Regions from separate parts of the Mus musculus genome. Here region 1 is linked to region 2. A link is a contact called in public HiChIP or PLAC-seq data. All regions are on one chromosome and are shown on one strand. Each heading gives the region's core, a stretch centred on a gene start, on an enhancer-like site or on the middle of the called end of the contact. The rest is flanking DNA. Distances are from core to core; before and after follow the strand shown. Region 1 has its middle 140 kb from the start of Gm33811. Region 2 has its middle 160 kb from the start of Gm33680.

Region 1 (6,421 bases), core at 1,545-4,044, 210 kb before region 2:
TTATGTCTACTTCTTTCTGGTGAAATAACCTTATCCACAGACCCTTGACATGAAAGGTAAATGGAATAGTCATCACACATCAGGATACAGCCAAATCTAGTTTACTTAGACTTATATAATGCTAGGGCCTACTCTGAAATACTAATATCAGTATATTTCAAAGGTCTCTTACCAAGGCTTTGTTCATAGAAAAGATTATTTTAAAAGACACACTCAAAATCCCTTGATCAGATTCTGGATAATTCAGATGTTTTTACCATTCATCTTCCTTATTAGCACAAAACAAAAACCATTATGGTAGTGATATTGTGTGTTGATATGCACAGAGTGTTGGAAAAGCTTATTTTGTAGACAATAGTCAATGTGACCTGGGCCCCTGAACAAATTGTGGAAACACAAACAAGTTACAGGTTCTTGTACTCTTGTAAATGTGTATATTTTATATCTAATGTTGCCCCATGTGACTCTCTGCACATCTGTAGGACAATGTGGACAGTAACAGTTAGGCAAATAATTGTTTGAGATGATACCAAAAGAATACCTGCCTGATGATTGAAATGTTTCAATATGAGTGCACCCCCCAAATATTTTTTACTCTGCTTCTTCTAATCAACAGATTAAAAAAAAAACCTGAAGACTATTTAATTCAGTTAAAGGACTAGAAATCAATTTTAATACATTACCACTGAGATTATGCACTTATTAAAGGGTTAGATATTAGTATTAACTTTATTCTGGAAATTTGAACAAGGTAAAATTATTTTTAAAGGTTTTAATCTTTGACACAGTTCTACCACTTAACAAATAATTTATTTACCTGCTCATCTTTAATAATTTCAAAATATTAAAGAAAGCAAAAAGAAAGGGTTAAAAGTGCTTTACAAACAAGGTAACATTTGAACTCCATTTTGAAAGAAAAATAGAAATTTGCTAAGCTAATTTGGAGTGTGTAACCTTTCAAGTAGAGGGAGCAATAGAGGTGGTCAGCAAAATAAGAAGAACTGCACTATGTCTAGGGAAATACAAGTGAGGCACAGCACAGCACAGCATGACAGTAAATGACAAAGGTCAAACAGTAAAATAAGTCTTAATATGGAATCATTACTCCTCTTAATTTCCTAAAATTAGTGAAAGGTCATTGAAGGATTTTTTAAGCAAGTTCTCAGCACAGTTAAATTAACATTGTGTAAGGATTGGTGATTTATCACTACAAAGGTTTCAAAAGTGGGGGTGTGGTGCAAATGAAGAGAGCCTGGAGATACAGAGGTCATTTTTGAGGCTATTAAAACGATCCAGATAGTATAGACTAAGATCCAAATTAGATGAGTGGCAGAGGGGAAAAAAAAAAATGAGGGCATGTTAAAAAGTTAGATAAAGGGACATTCAATGCAAATGTAGAAAGTAATAAAATTTGCAAGTCAAGTGAGAAGAAAGGTCAGAAATCTGTGCTTGGTCTTTGTCTTGTTTTGACTGGATACACTGGGAACTGGCTCACTTGAGCTACCCGAACAAAACTCAGATTGAATGATTTCGTCTGTGGCACACACTGAGTTCTTGTTGATCTAAACTCTAAGAAGTTAAGGATGCCATCAAGATGGGTGTCCTTCTTAGCTCCTGGCTCTTGTAGAGAACTGCTCACTTCCTGTGTACTCTTATTTTGTGTCTTCTCTATTGCAGTGAGAGCTCCACCCTCAAGTCCTCACCCAGCCAAAAGCTCCCGTGCATGTATATCACATTGGAGTTTACTGTTACAAGGAAAGTCGGAGGGATAAAAAAGTATAAATAAATAAAAATAAAGAAGGCAAGGCCCAAAAGCATGAATTTAATAATGAGTATGGTATTTGATTTCAGATGCCTTTAGGAACTTCAGGGGATTTTTGACAGACACTTGGTTATGTAACTCCCGAGTTTTAGAAAAGAGAGGAGACAAAACTTAATTTGAAAGTCATTATTTCATGCTGATACAGTAATAGAGGAATGGAATGTGTGTGACAAAGGCGTCACAGGTGGATCTGTTGGAGACATTGGCACATGATCATATACAATGACAGAATGTGGAGGTCTGCAACTAGGTAAAAAAAAAAAATGAAAGCAAAACAGAAATCTGTGTTGTCATGGAGATAAGAGATGTGATTGGCATTGTCTGCAGATGGACTCCATAAGGATTCTATCCATTCTAGTTGGCCTTAGGATGCTGACAGGCAGAGTGTTTCTTCTGTAGCGCTTGCATCCTGTACCAAGTTTCATTGGCTCTGCCAATCCTGTGTTCCAAGAACAGCCTTGTGTAATGGGTCTGTAACACTAGTTCTGGTGAAGTAAAAATGGTTCTGCTGTTTTTATCTTATCACTTAAACCAGAAATTCTAGATTATCTTAACCAGGGCATCTGTGACCCTCTGTGATCTGTAGCTTCCTTTGGCCTTAATCAGATCATCTGGCATCATAAACAACAGACTCCTTCCTCATTTGTCTGCATATCCAAATCTCCATCCTTTCTCCTGTGCACAAGATTCAACACATTTGTTCAGGGAGATCCCAGTTTCTGGATGAATGTTTTGTATGCTGGGTGCAATCTGTTTCAGGATCTTCATCCTTTTGTTGCCTCCAGCTTTTGAAGGGGATTCTTTGAAAACAGCTTCCTGGTTCTTTGGAATTGCTTTTTCTTTAAGGCAATTACCGCTAGTGTTTGCAAGTCCAACTTCACTTAAAAAAATAAAAAACAGAAGAGGGGGTGGGGAGAGATAAAAGAATCAGCTTAAGCCCAGAGGAAGTATTCTGGGAAGAGACACCGGCTGCCCTGTGACTGTGCATTTTAAATGGAGCCTCTCCCCCTGATTTGAATTACCTTGGCCCGGGCTGAGTATCCCCGGTGGACTCTTTCCACTTAAGCTTTTTATTAAAAAAGTAAATTGGGATTATTGTATTCCCTCACTTTACTTTGGAAGTAGAAATTTTAAATTAATTGTGGTCTAAACTGATAGCAAACAGAGAGGCTCTGATAGTAGTCTGGCGGCCTCTTCTTCAGCCAGCAGAGATTTCCGTTATTGCTGCTGGGAATGGCTTGGCTGAGATATTTTTTAATTTACATTTTTTCTTCCCTCTAATGAAGGATTGAATTATGACTTACTAGAAAATCCCCAGTGCGGAGGAGAGAGAGAGAAAGATGTCGACTACCTTCCTCCGACATGATTGGAGCAGAGCTATTTATTTGGAGCGGGGTTGAAGCCACAGCGGTGGAATTTAGAAGGATTTCTTCATTCTCTGTCTGGAAAATGCCCTTAGCTCTCATTGGAAGTCAGTTTAGCACAGGGTCAATGCTATGGCAGACAAGAAGGGTATTTCTGTATCAGTTCCTTGTAGGACATGAATGTGATGCTCGCACAGGATCTTCAGTGCCCTTAGTCAGGGATTCCTGAGTCCTCCGGAGTGTGCCTCTACCTTGAAAATATCCAATTTCAGCTTCTCTAAAAGGACCCCCTGTGGACAGCTCAACCCCCAACAGACTTGCAGACAGTAATCTGTATGTTATACAATAGCTCTCTTCCTGCTACATTATGGGGTTAGCAAAACTGTGAATGTTGCAAAACAGAATTACTGGCCTGGAAATTTCCCTTCTGTGGGCAGATGGCATGATCAAGAGCAAAGACAGACATGTCCTTTCATAAACCAAGGGCAGTGGTTACACAATAAGCTTAGGTAACATCCATGAGAGGGGGCGAGTTTAGGTAAAACTTAGTGATGTATATTCAAAGAACCAGTTTGTGAGTTCAGACAGCTCAACTGAAATGTCTTTCTGAATCACTGGTCTGAAAGCTCACCACAGCACACTCATAAAACAAAGTGTGCTTATTGTATGTTTCTATGCCTTAAAACAAGTATATCCTAGACATGCCCCTGTGTTTCAGAATATAAGTTTCAAAAGAGAGAAAACAGAACTCAAGTGTAATGACATTGGAAGGGCATTTACTCTATGCCTCCAGATTTCTGAAAACAGGTTTCAACTGCAAAATTACCTTTTAAAGTCACCGATTAGATTTAAGTCTGTCTTGAAGTTTATTTTAGCTTATAGAGCACTGCAGTGCCTATCAGTGCCTGGCATCTCACGACGCATGTGCCCTACACTCTCCTCACATATGACCCCCACATACCCTAACTCTTATTCCAAAGATAAAAACTTTCCTGAGGATTGGATAAGACACACTGTGACACTCAATTAATGCCATTTTTGTCCCCAAATGCAAAGATTCCTTTTGAAGCACAGAACAAAGTACCACAAAGAAAAGAACCCTGAATTATCTTGAGGACCAATCTCCATTTGACAACTGCAGTTTTTGAAAGATAACCCTCTGGCTTTTCTAATCACCTCAACCAGTTACCCTATTTCCGGTGGTGCCTCCTTTCTTTTGGTGAAACTCAGATCACTAAAAGAATTTCAAAATCTTGAGGTTTTTTTTTTTTTTTTCTGAATAGTTAAAGCCTTTAAGCCTAATTTTAAGAAACAACTTTAATCAGAAGATTAAGGAACAAAAAGATTAGGAAGAAAATTTATTGGTATAAGAAAATTTAAGGCAAAACGCAGGTGAAAATGTTCTCTTGTCTCATTCTCACCTCTTTAAGTTGTTTAAATCACGCAGCACAAAAACCTCCCCACAGGAAGTAATCAGTCTTCTAGAGCTGATGCCCAGGCATTGATTTTCTAACAGAAGACCAACTTTTAATTTTCTCTGCTTTATATACATTCAACAGCCATGTGTACAAGTTGCCTGCTATAGTCCCAAGTGGAAAAGGCATAGGCGAGAATGGTGCTGAGTGACAACATGTAGCTATTCTGCAAGTGTTCCCAAATATCCTTGGGACCCAGGAATCCTGAATAAGAATTTTTCTTTCACATTGGTAGCACTCTGGGATTGCTGTCAAGTACAGACCTTCATAAACACGTGCATAAACAACAACCATATTTATGTTTATTTTTGAAAGAACTGAGAGTTCTATTTTACATGTTGTTTTATTACCAAATATTCAGATGAAGATATCACCCCACATGAAATACCCATTTATCTTGAATAGTCTTCAGGGTGAATTAGTTTTATTATTGAGATTGCATTTCTTCAATGTATCTCTCTTATATTTGCATAGGAAAAATTGTGGTAACTTTGCATGCTCATTTTGTTTTATTTGTGCCCTCCCTAATAATTCAATAGGAAAATCATAACAAAACCCATTATTTTATGCAATGAATTAATGTCAAGAATTTTCAAGCTCTTTTGAACTACACATGCACAAACAACAGGTGCATATGGCTCTCACCTATCTGGAAATATAGAATGGAGAATGTTCAGAGTCATAAACTCTTCAGAGATGAGCATGTGGCCCTCCCAGCCCCTTGTTCTGCTCTGTCATTCTTCACAGCAGAATGCCGCCTTGCTTTTCACCCTTAGCTGTTGGCTCTAGTCTTCCTGTTCCTTCCAATAAAAATCAGATGCTCCCGGGTGCTAGGCCATGACCTGATACTGCTAAGGATAGTCTAAAGATTAAAATTGCAGTGAATGTGCCAGAGTCTACTGGTTCTGATGGGTTCAGAAACAGAGAGACCAGGGAAGGGTAGAATGGGTTTCTGCTTGGGAATGTCTTTCTGGTGGTGGATGAGCCTGACAGTGGAGGAGGAAGGCATCTTCACGGAGTTGGGATTTAGTGTCTTCAGACATCCAACCTTGAATTTTCAGTAACAAACCTGTGACCGAATCACTGTCTAACTTCTTAAAAATGGTTTTTCTTCTGAGAGGTAATGAGGATTTTATTCTAGAAATTCTCAATTTCAAACAGAATTCTGTAGGAGCTGTCAGGCTCTTTATGCATTATTAAGTCTCTCACCAAGGATTTTTCTCCCCTGAAATCTGACCTAAGGTTTTCACTTGGAACTATTGAATTCAGAGTTGATTTGCTTAACAACTCAGATGAGCTGTATCAGTGTGGATTTGCATTTCTAGTACTGAGATGTGTTTCTCTTGTCTTTCACAACCAACTTCACTTTGCAGAGCTGTTACTGGGTTTTCTTCAGCAACATACAAAAGCTCCCTTGTTTGCAGGGAGGACAAAGGAGAGTTATGAGTTCTTTCCATCCTACTTTATGATTCCAGTTTGAACAGGCAGGGAACTAGAGGGTATATTGTTCTTTACCCACCATGTCCTTGATGTCCCAGCACCCACTAAGGAACTGCCAGTTGCCTAGATGCAGTAGGAGAACTAGATAAAGATTTTAATGACTAGAGGAAACAGATGGAGGCAAAACTCCTGCAAAGTTAAAAGAACTGCATACTTAATGGTCTAGATGCTTAATAGCTGTTATAGCTGCCAAGCCACCATATAACTCACTAATATGCAGAGACCATAGCTGCAGGAAAGTGACTTGTTTCATTCTCAAG
Region 2 (6,053 bases), core at 1,627-4,126:
ATAAAACAAATAAATGAACAGCAAAAACAACCTTAAAATCAGAATACTCTATGGAAAGCTTGGAGAACAGGTAAAAGCAAGGACTCATTTCTTGTATGAGGTGACTGTATGCAAGTTAGACAGTGGGTTGTCATCCATGCTGAAAGCAGGAGTAACCTCAGTTTCACAAGTCTGGCATCTTGTGTATTCGTTCTAGCAGCAGAAACTGTAGAGGCCAAAAATGTCAAAGCATACAATAGGAGTGCCTGCAGTGCCTGGAGTGCACTGAACAGTCAAGAATGGATAAAGTGAGAAAACCTATTTTCAGGAGAATATAGTACATAGAACATTTCAAGCTGAAGTTGATACTCATCATGACTTGAAAAGCAACCCAATCTATGGAGGAATTGATAGACCTTGCCAGAGAAGACAACTATGATCTGTATGGCTGAATAGTTGGCTGAAGTCACAAGGGATATATCACCAGAATTAGCTCAAAGGTCCAGGAGAATGAAGAGGATTGAAAAAGCTGAGAAAAATATTTGGAATAAATCAATATCCTTGATAAGGTTTGACTGGACAAAGGACAAGTGAAAACAGGCCAGTGTCCTGAGAAAGTAGAGATGCACTTCCTCTATTACCTGCAGAGTGTATGCTTCCTAGAACAAAGTTGAGGCTGTCTCTGGGTCTTGGATCCATTATGCTGTACCTGCTATGGGTCATTCTACGTAATTGATTGAGCATGCTACAAGTACTGCACAGCTGCATTTATTGAACAAGAGTTTTGGGGTTGTTGTTTTTATTTTTGTTACTATCTGCCTTCCCAGGTGAATTTAACAAAGAATACAAACATTAAGACAAAAAGTGAGGCCACTGCAGATTTCCCTGGGTTTGTCATCCCAGGAGGCTGTTTTGGATTGAAGAATACTGAAGGGCAAGATCTGAGACAACAAGTACTCAAGTTGAGGAGATCAGTAATGAATCACTCTGTTAATTCTTTCCAAGTTTGATTAAAATAGCACTTGAGCTTCTGAATATATAGAAGTGTTTGTAGATGAAGTGAAGAAATGCCTGGTAAGAAACAAGGCATGCTCATTGAGGAGTTGGTGCTTTAGAGTAAAGAGCAGTTTCCTCAAGAAACACATGAATAAAGTGCTCTGTGTTGAAGAATCTGGATTTTGAGGACTCTCTGAAAGTAAACTACCTCAATTTCTCTCTGTTACTGAGTGTTCACTATTACCAAGTCTACTATTTATTTGGAGTCTTATGAGTAATATCTCCCAGTACTATGTCTTACCAATTACCCAAGAATTAATAAATATTCAGGTTTATTGCCAATGGGTGTAAACAGTTGAATTAGATCTAATCCTCATTAGGAAGAGCAAACAGCTATCTTACAATCATTGCACAGGAAGCTAGCTATAGTCTAATATATTTAAAAAAAACAAATAATAAAAATACATTTGTGTTATATTTTATTTGTTTCTGTTTTGTTTTTAAGATGGAAATAATATAGAATAGGTTATTGGAATATTAGTCTGAGTTTCTGAAAAGACAAGGTCAACTAAAGTAAGAATAAATAGTAGAGGAAGAAAAGAGACAAAAACATTTAACAGCATTAAGTAAGTGGAATGAGTACAAGGCAATACTACCTCAAATATGTAAATATTTTGATGAATAAACAATTCCATTCTTGTAACATTTTTTTTACTGCATTATTACCTAACTTTGAATATTCCTGTAGGTATATATGGTTCATTGAAGATGAGAATCATTTAAATCTCTACAGTTTTCAAAAGAATGTGCCTAGTATATGTTTGGATAAGTATTTGGAAAAGAATGATCTCAAAGATGACACGAGGGACACACCTCTTCTATTACACACACCACCCCCATAATAACAAGATTTGATTTTTATATCTTCTTACCCTCTTTGGTTTCTTTCATCCATTTTATCGTGGTCCTTAAAATGTACATCTCATTTCTTCCTTCAATTTTCCTGTGACATGACATCATTTCCTTCATGCCACTCATTAGATTATTTAACGTGCTCATCTCATTACACCTTTCCCAACTTGCATCTTATTAGACCCCTTAAACATGCACATCTCATTACACAGTCCTTACATATCTCATTACACGATTCCATTTTTGTATCTCATTGTCATTTCATTTCTGCATCTTATTACACTAAAACCAAGTTCCCATTATATCTTACATATTTTGAAAATTTATATACTCTCTTTTCCTTCCTTTATGCATGTAATTATAATGTTTCTCCTTTATGTGACCAGCTCATTACACTTTCCTTTCACCCATCTCATTTCAGCCTGAAGGATGCCCATCTTACAGGACACTTCCTGAGACATAGCTCATTAAACCATCTCACGTATTCACCTCATTACAGCTTTTTAACATATACATCTTATTACATAGAACTCTCCACGAATCTCATTAAAATCTTGAAAGCCACAAATCTCACTTTTCCTTTCTATCACATTCTTCTTGTCATGGCATCACAACTCTACTCATTAAAATATTTACTCTTTCAACATAGCCCTTCATTACATATTTGTGAGTTTCCTTGTTACTATTCCAGTAGTCTGTTACATTTTCACATTTTTACCTGTGTTGGGAGCCAGCCTGTGGCTCACATGGACCAGGGTTACTCCTGGGAGGCAAACTGGAGCTGAAAAGACAGAAACTAGGCGGTCGAAAGAAAAATGGATGCCAAGTCAAGGTTCCTGATCAAGCCTCAAAAGTTTAATAGAAAACTGTGCTTATAAAGGGGGGGGGGAAGTCCCACCCCCCACTAATCCATTCTTGGAGCCTGGAACCAGCTGCAGGTGACAATGTGCAGGATAGGGTGTAACCTCAGGAATATCTCAGAGGCCTCTCAGCATGGCTGGTGGCAGAACAATAGAGTCATCTAGGCAAGAGGGCTCCACCCTAGGTAATCTCCTTAGTGGCAGCAAGGTCAAAGTCTGAATCAGCAAGTTTCAGGCTGGGGGGCGGGGGGTGTTACATACCTGGAGCAAGAATACTCTCATCTCTTTCAATATAGAGTCTTGCTAAAATTTAATTTTGCCTTTTATTATGTTATTTTGTTCTTGCACTGATGTTTCTCAGGCTTGCACCCTGAGTATATTCATTTATATGTAGTAAAATTATATAGTAAAATATGTAGTAAAAAGTATAGTTGGGTTTGGCAAGTACAACTTTTCAAAAATTGATAAAACTTAGTTCAATAAAATCTTGGAGTGTTTTTTTATTTCAGAAATTATTGAAATTATTTATATTTTACTGAGTATTATGAATAGTCATGAAAGAAATTCGACCACCAAAAGTTCTCAGATGGGTGGGAAACAATGTATTTATTACATGTATTAACTACTCTTCGAAATTTCATCCCATAGAGCAGTATGGAAAAGTCTTCATTGAATATTTGATAATAACATATGCATAAAATTCTGGTTTTACCATCACTTGGCTTACAACTCTATGTGACCTTCTATAACTAATACCACAACTAATTTCTTGACAAACACCAGAGTGTTTCTTAAACTTTGATGGCCATCATAGACATGCATTTAAAAGATTCAGTGAAAATACCAAGACCCCAGCCACATGGTTTTGTTTTATATACCAAATCTGGACCTTCATGTTCTTTATTAGTTTTTCCAGAGTATTCTGAGACACATCAAAGTTTGGAGAAGTACTTTCTGGGTTCTTACTAAATGGTGCTCTTTGTAAGAACACAATGAAGGATACATCTGTAAAATGTTATCCGAGTCCTGATCATGAAATCATAATCATTCAATTGTAATAACTGCTTGCTTTCTCCTTAGTCACGAAACAAAGATATGCAGATAGATTCTCTCAAAGATCTGAGCTGCTTATCTGGCAATACACTGAAGTTATTCACATATTTGGCACCCAAGCCTTTGTATCAGACAAATGTGAGTTTAAATCCCTTTACTTAGGATATCTGATTATCTTGGAGAAGGGTGATATATGAGGTCTGGAAGTCAGTTTCCTCCACTGTGAAGTGGAGTGATAACACTCTTTCATCATTATTGATAATAACAAACAGGTTAACATATCCACATTCCTTATCATCTCGGAGTGGTTCCTCAAATAACAATGGCTATTACTGAAAACATTGTTTTCACTCTTTTATGTCCACAAAGATAAGAACATTTTTGAAATGACTACTGTGTATCAACTGATCCACAGTTAACAGATGAAAGGAAATAAATGAAGATACTCCAAAGTTGTGTGACCTTATAGGAGTTGTTTCCCTTCTTGATTGTTTGGCAGCTGTGCAAATGCCACAGCTAATCCCTGTGACTATCAGAGGGAGCATCCCATTGGAACATCCATATTCAAATATATTCCACAAAACAGCAAATCCAACTCTACAAAGAGAATTTAGCATTTTTCTGTATTTACCAGAAAAGTTAGCTCCCATGAGAAGCTTCATTCATTGCCTGAGTATTTAGAGTTTGCCCTCCAGACATCAAATCAGCCCTTTTAACTAGCCAGACTTATTCTGTGAAGGAATCAGACATGGATCTAGATAGTGTGCTTTATAACACCTTCAATGATGTCAGGAATGCTGGAGAGTGACTCTAATGCCATAGCTTGGGAGGCAGAGTCAGGAAAACTTAAGAGTCAGAGTTTAAGCTTAGCACCATCCATATAGCAAGCATGAAGCCAACATGGGCTACCTAATACTTTGTCTTTCAAATACAAGATAGAAGTACTGATACTGAGGCAAAAGCACTTTCTAAAAAGCAAATATTGTCTACCTCAAACAAGAATACAGGAAAGGTGATAAGAAACTCTATCAAGGAATGATATTCAAACCACTTTATCTTTCATTTTCCCACAAATTATCCAACATCCATACACAAAGTACAGTCAAGGAAAAGCAATACCTTAATGGTGTCACAGTGACTCTTCAACTGACAATCTCCAAATATAGTGACTGTGTGTCTTAAAGACCCATGTAGTCAAGGGGGACAGGTGTGATTGTATTCTCACTTGTTTTCAAGCTCATGATAAGTCTCTACTTTGCAACTCATTTTAAAGTAAATTAGGATGTGTAACACTGATTACTGAAGTATGAACAGAAGTAACAAGGTCACTCTTAGTGAAAAACATGACCTAGTCCACTACGTACTACTTCACCACAGAAAGAATAAATGTGTTAAAGAGGAGTTTGACACTTGGGTGGCTAAGTACCTATGATAACCAAAGTTCTCAGCCAACACAGATGGGCAAAAAGAAACTACTTAGCATATCAATGATGAAATATGCTTTAAGTAAATTAATCAAAAAATTACCAGGTTTTCAGAACAGATAGTTTGCAAAAGACGCCCATTGGCAAAAATTATGTGGCTATCAGGGAAATGTACAAGTAAAATTACAAAGATTCCCATTCATGGTGAAGAAATAGAAACTTTTCCTTCTACTCAGTCACATAGCAAATTCCTCTGAATTCATACATCCCCTCCCAGAGGTAGGAAGACTTAAAATCCCAGAGAGCTGAAGCTTATAAGAATTCACACTAGCTTTCCCCATGTCACACAACCAGGAAGAGTTTCTGGGGAGATGAGCATCTTCCAGCAGCCTAACTGCCAACAGGTCATTCAGGAAACTCAGAAATGCAGCAGTCCTCTCATCAACTACATTGGGATTCCTCTGCTCCTGCACCATCCATTGTCTTGCAAATAACCCTTTATTCATAGACCTGTAAGTAACTCCAATCAACATTTCCCTTCTTCAAAGTGGACTTTAGTGAGACCTTACTTTTTCTGGTATTGTACCTTGGTTAACAGACATAATTTTACATTTTCCCAGGGGGTGGAAAAATCACATTACAACTGTTCATTGATCAATGGAAGGTAAATTAGTATATCAACTTTGTCAAACAGCATGGGGATTTTCTTTAAATAACTAGCAATAGAACTTCTGAATGTGAAATCAACACGTAAAAGAGATACCTGCAAACCTACGTTGATTGTGTCCCTATTCATGATATCCAAGATAGGGAACCATTCTAGACATCC

What was found. HiChIP or PLAC-seq counts read pairs in DNA pulled down with a chosen protein or histone mark.
Region 1: an H3K27ac HiChIP or PLAC-seq map of embryonic stem cells shows a contact between it and region 2, with 4 times the contacts expected there. The contact joins two enhancer-like sites. A contact is called at or near these places in 3 of 484 Hi-C or Micro-C datasets (the G1E-ER4 cell line and embryonic stem cells), 4 of 115 datasets of contacts at active chromatin or transcription factors (all in embryonic stem cells) and 1 of 9 other capture datasets (embryonic stem cells).

What each region holds. Positions count from the first base shown.
Region 1 is chr12:45,829,869-45,836,289 of GRCm38.p6, reverse strand. No RefSeq gene overlaps it. Among named protein-coding and RNA genes, the nearest start is that of Gm33811, 140 kb to the left of the region's middle. Within about 2 kb of position 2,794, at least 16 of the 459 cell types and tissues checked have an H3K27ac peak or open chromatin away from gene starts, as enhancers often do. A contact at or near this core is called in embryonic stem cells, where this site is marked.
Region 2 is chr12:45,619,889-45,625,941 of GRCm38.p6, reverse strand. No RefSeq gene overlaps it. Among named protein-coding and RNA genes, the nearest start is that of Gm33680, 160 kb to the right of the region's middle. Within about 2 kb of position 2,876, at least 3 of the 459 cell types and tissues checked have an H3K27ac peak or open chromatin away from gene starts, as enhancers often do. A contact at or near this core is called in embryonic stem cells, where this site is marked.